Linked DNA regions of Zea mays: region 2 is linked to region 1. A link is a contact called in public Hi-C data. All regions are on one chromosome and are shown on one strand. Each heading gives the region's core, a stretch centred on a gene start, on an enhancer-like site or on the middle of the called end of the contact. The rest is flanking DNA. Distances are from core to core; before and after follow the strand shown. Region 1 has its middle 3.5 kb from the start of LOC103647556. Region 2 holds the start of LOC100279560 (RNA-binding KH domain-containing protein).

Region 1 (3,429 bases), core at 515-3,014:
TTGTGTCTCGAAAATTTCCGGAATTGTGTCTCGGAATTTTTTCGGAATTTTTTTCGGAATTTTCCAGCATGTGATTTTTTCGCATCGCCTGTACATCTCTGGATAAGGATTACTTATTTTTGTATTTTTTGGACGCTTTAAGATTTTTTTGGGGTTAGATGGTATTGGAAGGCAGTTGAGATTAACGATTTGGTCTCTCGAACGAATCCACCATTTTCTATGCACATGTTATGTATTAGTAATATATAATGATAGAGAGCCGACAGTCTGTCTTTTCCACACACTAGATTTTAGGGTTTTCCTGTGAGGCTGTGAAAAAACCCTTTATGTGAGGAAAAAATGTTTCATGAGTAAGCATGTCATGTCAACTAAATCGAGTGGATATTGTAAAATTTGAGTCTGTGAACTTGTGATCTTTATGAACTTGTTATACTGTGAACTTGTTATATTGTGAACTTATGATCTTTGTAAACTTTTTATATTATAAATTTGTGATCCTTATGAACTTGTTATATCATGAATTGTGAACTTGTGGTATTTGTGATCTTTTGTCAATTTTGTTTTACTGTGAAGTTTGATATGTTTACCGATCGTATTTTAGATTTCGACTGTTATCGGTGTATTTTCCGCACCGTACTTTTCGTTTCCGATGTTTCCGAAATACCGATATCATTTCCGTTTCTGGAGTTACCGTTTTCGATTTTGTTTCCGATAAAAAATATGAAAACAGTAATGGTTTTAGTGTTTACCGACCGTTTCCGACCGTTTTCATCCCTAATATCAGCAGTGGTTCGTAGCCAGGCTTCTCACTCTCAAACCATCGCTCGCTGGTTTTGATGATGTGCATGAGAGCCACGCATGGTTCATCAAGGGAAAAGGGGGGGGGGGGGGGCACACTTCTTCGTCCATTCCATGCATGATCCGACCGCTTGAGCCGTCAGATCGGTTCTTGCCACGAGAGATTCAGAAACTTGACGCACAACAAAAAAACCAGTAACTTTCAGAGGAGGGGAGGTTTAGTCAATGCACAGGTATTCAGCTTCACTCAACTATCGGCGTCTGCACCCCCAGACAAATCGGTGCCAAGAAAATGAGAGGGTCCAAGCATGACACAACCGGGGGCCCCCTTTTGTTTTGGTCGACGAACGTAAGTGTGTGATAGAGCTGGTCAGAGAGAGAGAGAGCGCGCGCGCGCGCTGCGATTTCGGGCGGTCAACATGATGAACAAGAGCCCTTGATCTAGGCAAGGATATGTATATATATTAAAGAAGAACTGTTCTTAAGGGAATAATTTGAGGTGCTGTACTGCTGTGGCATGTGAGTGATGACCGATATTCAGGCTATTAGAACCTGCTTGAATTGCTGTCACTGTCTTGATATTCTCGCAGGACCCTGGATCAGGGCTGGACCGCCACAGGGCAAGGTAGCAGTAGCAGTAGTGTCTTTTCTGGCTTGCACAAGTGGACAAGATCGATGACAGTTCGGTATGCTCTGCTTCCAACATTTCAGTAGTAATCGTTCAAACTGGGGCTGAACATTTATATTTTATGTGCCAATGATTAAGGAAGACCAAAGGAAAAGACACCACAGAATAGCTACAAACTGGAACAGATAATCCTAGAGTACGTAGCCTTGCTGCTTGTCAACAGTTTCCTGCTCCAATTGTTTTTATTTTATTTTATTTTCTACGCGTTGGTTGGGGCGAGAGGGAACCCAGGCCCGGCGCCCCTGCGGCCCTGCCGCTCACCGTCGTCCAGCCGGGTCAAGGGGAGCGTGGGCCACTGCCGACGTGGCCGTACCTGGCGCTCGGGCCCACCCGCACGTGTCCTGTGCGGCTGTGCGTTGCTTCCCGTTCTAGCTTCCTGTGGCTGTGCTCTCCCTGCTTCGTCTTCGTTGCCGCGTCCACCCCGTCCGCCGGCGTTTCAAAAATTCCGTCCTTTTTGACATTTGTTCGGCTCGGAATATAATAGGCTGCTTGCGTATGTATCTCCTTTTAGGACATTTCTGTAGCTTGTTTTGCCTAGATTTCTTTTTTCTAGAACCAATTGAGCTGCATGGGTACAGCTCAATCGATGCTATGAAACAGTATAGTAATTGTTGAATAATTAGACAAATTCCAAATTAAATTCCGAATATAAATCATGACCAAATCAGAAGAACTGAAATAAAAGCCAAATCAGATGATGCGTACTGATTAGACTTACTGATTGTTGGCGCGCGCCAGGATCAGATGGGTTGACGAGGTCAGCAGATCACGAGCAGTCGCGTGAAGACGCTTCCCAAAAACCTTATTCGCCCTCTCCCGGTGCAGGATCTAGAAGACGAAGGGTTCCGGAGACCTGCTCTCCTGATCGCAGATGCACCTCTGCGGTCGGGACGAAGGGAACTAAAAGGCGGCTCAGCTATGAAGAGAGGCGAAAGCGAACTGGGATCTGGGATGATTTGGAGGCTGGCTGCCGGGCTCCTTTTATAGGGCCGAGTCCGCGACCCCAGTGCTTATCCACCCACGAAAATCTCGCAATCAGTTGAGATTTTGTAGCGATCGGTTAGGATAAGCGTAACAGCCAAGAAACCAAAAAATCAAACGGCAAAAGGTAGCCGCGCCCCCGCAAGGCGAGGGGCCGGATTTCGGCGGACCATTCACGCGCATGTCGTGCGCCCGCGCCCTTCGCCCCGGCCCGCCCCGGCCCGGCCTGGCCAGGCGAGGCGAGGCGAGGCGAGCGAGCGCGCGCGCGCGTGTGGCTCTCCACACTCTCTCCTCTCATCCATGACTTGGTGAGTGAGTGTGGCTTCCATATTTAAGCTAGCTCTACTCCACAAGAGCTAGCAATATGGTGCTATTGGTTCCACCTATCCCTTTGCCATCCACTTATATGGGCTTTTGAGATTTTCCTGGGATTTATTTGAATAACTTAATTGGGCCAAGCCCATAAATCCTAACAATCCCCCACCAGATCTCAAATGCCCATCTGCAGTTTTCGCCACTGTTCACTACTGTTTAATATACTAGTTTTTCAGCAGAGACTGTTAAGTTGAACTTCCGCCTAGAACTCCAAGTTACACCAACCCACAACTTGGACAATGGACTATGCCTTGAATTGCAAGTTTTGCGTGAATGGGTTTCACTTGAAGTCATGACTAGTACTTGGCTACCAGTAGTCCCCTTCTCGGGTGGAGCATATACGTCGTACTCCAAGGTCTCTTCATGAGTTTACTAGAGATCACCCAGATCTCATAGACTGCGACGTTAGACAGTCTAACTCATATAGGTGTGTTCTTTCAAGAATGTTCTGCAGGACAACATCTTCGCTAATACAAGCCAACAGAACACATTAAGGCACAAAGCCAACCTGCCTTACAGCATTTGAGAGTATTGCATCTTTACTTAGAGAGGGTCAAAGGTTACTCTCCTCAGTTCACCAATGGCTT
Region 2 (3,429 bases), core at 590-3,089, 71 kb before region 1:
TCCTAGCAGGCAACCAATATGTTGTGATGGAACGAGAAGCCTTGCAGGTGTATGAGAACTTCTATCAATAGATGCCTCTGAGATCCTAGAGTACACCCGAACAACTGCATCTTGCGCTGGAGAATGCAGCATGTCAGAATTCTGCACCAAGAGATACACATCCATCAACCAATATTACAGGTGGCAGCAGGAAATATATTTCTTAGGAAATTTAATCCTAAATCCCTGTTATAAATTGGCAGGATATAGTGATTGAACTACCAGGCATTGGGATAGCATGCCAGTTCTCGAAGAGGAACAGACACATACATCAAATTACCATAAAAAATTCTTGTTCAGTTCCTCATAAGAAAAACAATGATTTGTGACCACTTCAGACAAAACACTGAAACAGGATTGAAACCTTTTCTGGCCCATGCCCCGTATACATACCTCACGTGCAGTTATCGCAACAACACGCTCATCTGAATCAGCAACTGGCTCTAAGATCTTTATACAAGCACCAGTTTCACTTTGCAATGCCCGAATAGTGGAACCACCTTTTCCAATTATGCTTCCCACCATCTCATTCAGAATTATCATCCTGAACACTATCTCTTGTTCAAAAAAGAATCTAGGACCAGGGGGGCCAGCATTACTTGGATAATTCCTTGTGTGGTAATCAGGTATGTGTGGTGGTAAATAACTTCTTTGAGAATGAGGATCCATGCCAGGGGGACATCCAGTACCACTACCTGGAAGCCCAAATGGTCTTCCAATCGGAATATTATGTGTGTCTGGCCTAGGATTATCTTGGAGGCAGGTTGAAACTGCTAACAGTGCTTTCCGTACTTGAGAAAAGCTCCCACTTATCTAACAAGAAAAGGTTATCATGTCAGAAAGACCTGAACTTTGAAGGTTAAATAGCCAAGTGATAGATTAAATAACCCCTAGAATGAAAAGCTTGAACTGTGAATTGCCCAACTATTGAATTTTCTCAGACCTAAGTACAAAACAGGAAATATTACACGAGTTAGCTGATTTCAATCTAACCTACTCATATGTTTTGATAGGCATAGGAGCATATTACTAGGACAGTGCTGAACCTATTCTGTTATATGCTATACAAAGCACCATGCTCTCGAAGTCTTGTCTTCTCACAATTCTATCCAATCAGTCCATCACAACGCAGTACTTGAGATCATTTTCTGATTCACAAACCCGGGCATTCCAAGTTTCCAGCTCACCATTAAGCGATGAGGAAAGGTGGTCTAATTTCCACCCAAGTACAATTGACATCTTTGTTAAATCAAGAAGGGCAGACGTACATGGATAAGCTCATCCCCCGGCGGCGCCCATGGGGGCAGCTGCTCCCTATTCCGGAACACCCTGATCTGGGCGCCACACTCCTGCCTCATCCGCTCTACCGTCTTCCCGCCCTTCCCCAGGACGCATCCCACCTGCCAGCCAGCGGCCAGCATCCGGCAGCCCACGGCGCCCGTCACCTCCCTCTCCTCCTCTTCCCCTCCCATCGCCTCGTCCCCCTCGACTCTGTGGCCCACCACGTGCTCCCATGCCCTGACCGCCGCGGCGGGGGTGTCCGGCCCGGAGATGACGAGCACGGCCTCATCCCCCACGGGGGGATGGTCGACGTGGAGGTCCCGTGAGGGGCGGAGTGTGGCGACGCGGCTGGAGGGGCAGAGCAAGCGGAGCGTGGTGGTAGGGCGCCTGGTGGAGGGGGAAGGGGTAGAGGAGGAGGAGGAAGAGGACGAGGAAGCGGCGGCGCCGGCGCCGGCCGGGGTGGAGACGACTTCCATGGGGGATTGGACGGTTAAGCTAAAACCCTACTGCAACTGGTAGTGGTACCAATGTTCGCTTTTCGCTGACCGCCGTAGTTAGTTACAGCAACTGCCGTGGCGGAGCACACGGTTCGCACCGTCCGATCGAACATGGACGGCAGACACGGCACAGTACTGTCGAACACGCTATGGATCTCTTTAGCATCGCAGCATTCACCGTCGACACCATGATGGTGGTGTGGAACCTTAATGTGTTGAAACTATGCAATATCATGTATACACAAAAATAGCACCTATAACATAATATTTTTCCATTTTAGGGCTGATTTGGTGGTAAGGGATCCCAAGGGAATCCATGGGGGAGAAATTTCATTGCAATTCAATTTTGAATAACAAGGGGATTCCTCCCCCATGGATCCCCTTGGGATCCCTTACCACCAAATCAGCCCTTACAGGGATGATTAGAACGGTTTCGATAATCAGACCACGAGAATGGGTCTTCCTCTCTACACCTTTCTCTAAATTGATCTCAATTCATTGTTGGGGTTTTCTCACTGTCACCAGCAATGAGGAGTGAAAGACCATCAATTAGGTAGTGTTAGAAGTAGAACCACAAATTACACAAAGTGCTAGCAGATCCTAGTAATGAGCCAACATAAATAAAGATAATAGCATGGTAGAGGCAAAGATGCCATAACAAATAGTCAAATATTGCTTGATAAGATGAATGGAAGAAACACAAACAACTCATCAAAATCCCTGATTATATATACATATAGCAAAACTCAGGTACCAACACCCGAGATTCTTACCCTGTGAGCCCAAATTCCGTGCATGGGCGGACGGTTGAATGTTCCACGTCTACGATGATGCTCCATGGTCTCAAATGTATACCTAGCCATATCTGACCATCTTGATTGCAAACAATAAAATGTAGTCGTCGATAATGAGAGCAAAATGAAGCGCGGGGTGGTAGGCGACACAAACAAGGCAATACAACGACAAGGAGAGATTGTATAGAGGTATAGGTCAAGTGGCTTGTAGGGTAGGCGGCGGCCGCCGCCGCAATGAGGTTAGGTTTAAGGAGGAAGAAAGAAGAGGAGAACATATATAAAGGGGAAATGGATCACATGATCAAGATCTAACGGTAGGGATTTAGAATAGAGGAAGATCTAATGGTAGGAATTTCTAATAGATATGAACATTATCCATATTACAAAGACTACTTTAGGTTTTATGGAAATAATTTTGCTTCTAATGTTGATGTCTATTAACATACATAAACCGATTTGAAGCATTATATTGGTCACTTTTTACATTCTTGGTAGCTAATTCTTCATCTCAGTGAGTTGGTTTATAATTCACACCCTAAGTTTCCATGGAATGAGATTATTAAAAAGTCAAGCGATATATCTCTAATATTAAAAAGAAAGAGGATCTTGTGACTATCTTTTCTCACTTTCCATAATACGCTCCGCTATTCCTCATATGTGATCCATACTCACCATCCATGCTTATATGAGTTAGAACAACATTCATCTAATGGTTGTAAGGAGTTGTATTTCAAGATGCACCATATGCGAAGTTCAATTCTAAAATATATTGAAATACATGATGATCGTTAAATAATTCTGCGAGAAATAGCAGGTTA

The links. A called contact is a pair of places that touch in the nucleus more often than the background predicts.
Region 2: a Hi-C map of leaf shows a contact between it and region 1, with 2.5 times the contacts expected there. The contact joins the promoter of LOC100279560 here to the enhancer-like site in region 1. A contact is called at or near these places in 4 of 25 Hi-C or Micro-C datasets (endosperm, leaf and tassel).

What each region holds. Positions count from the first base shown.
Region 1 is chr2:196,802,721-196,806,149 of Zm-B73-REFERENCE-NAM-5.0, reverse strand. No RefSeq gene overlaps it. Among protein-coding and RNA genes, the nearest start is that of LOC103647556, 3.5 kb to the left of the region's middle. Within about 2 kb of position 1,764, at least 17 of the 20 cell types and tissues checked have an H3K27ac peak or open chromatin away from gene starts, as enhancers often do. A contact at or near this core is called in leaf and tassel, where this site is marked.
Region 2 is chr2:196,873,495-196,876,923 of Zm-B73-REFERENCE-NAM-5.0, reverse strand. LOC100279560 (RNA-binding KH domain-containing protein) reads right to left here and starts at 1,839. Exons shown (of 7, transcript NM_001152557.1): 1 at 1,308-1,839; 2 at 433-852; 3 at 1-141. The coding sequence starts at 1,796.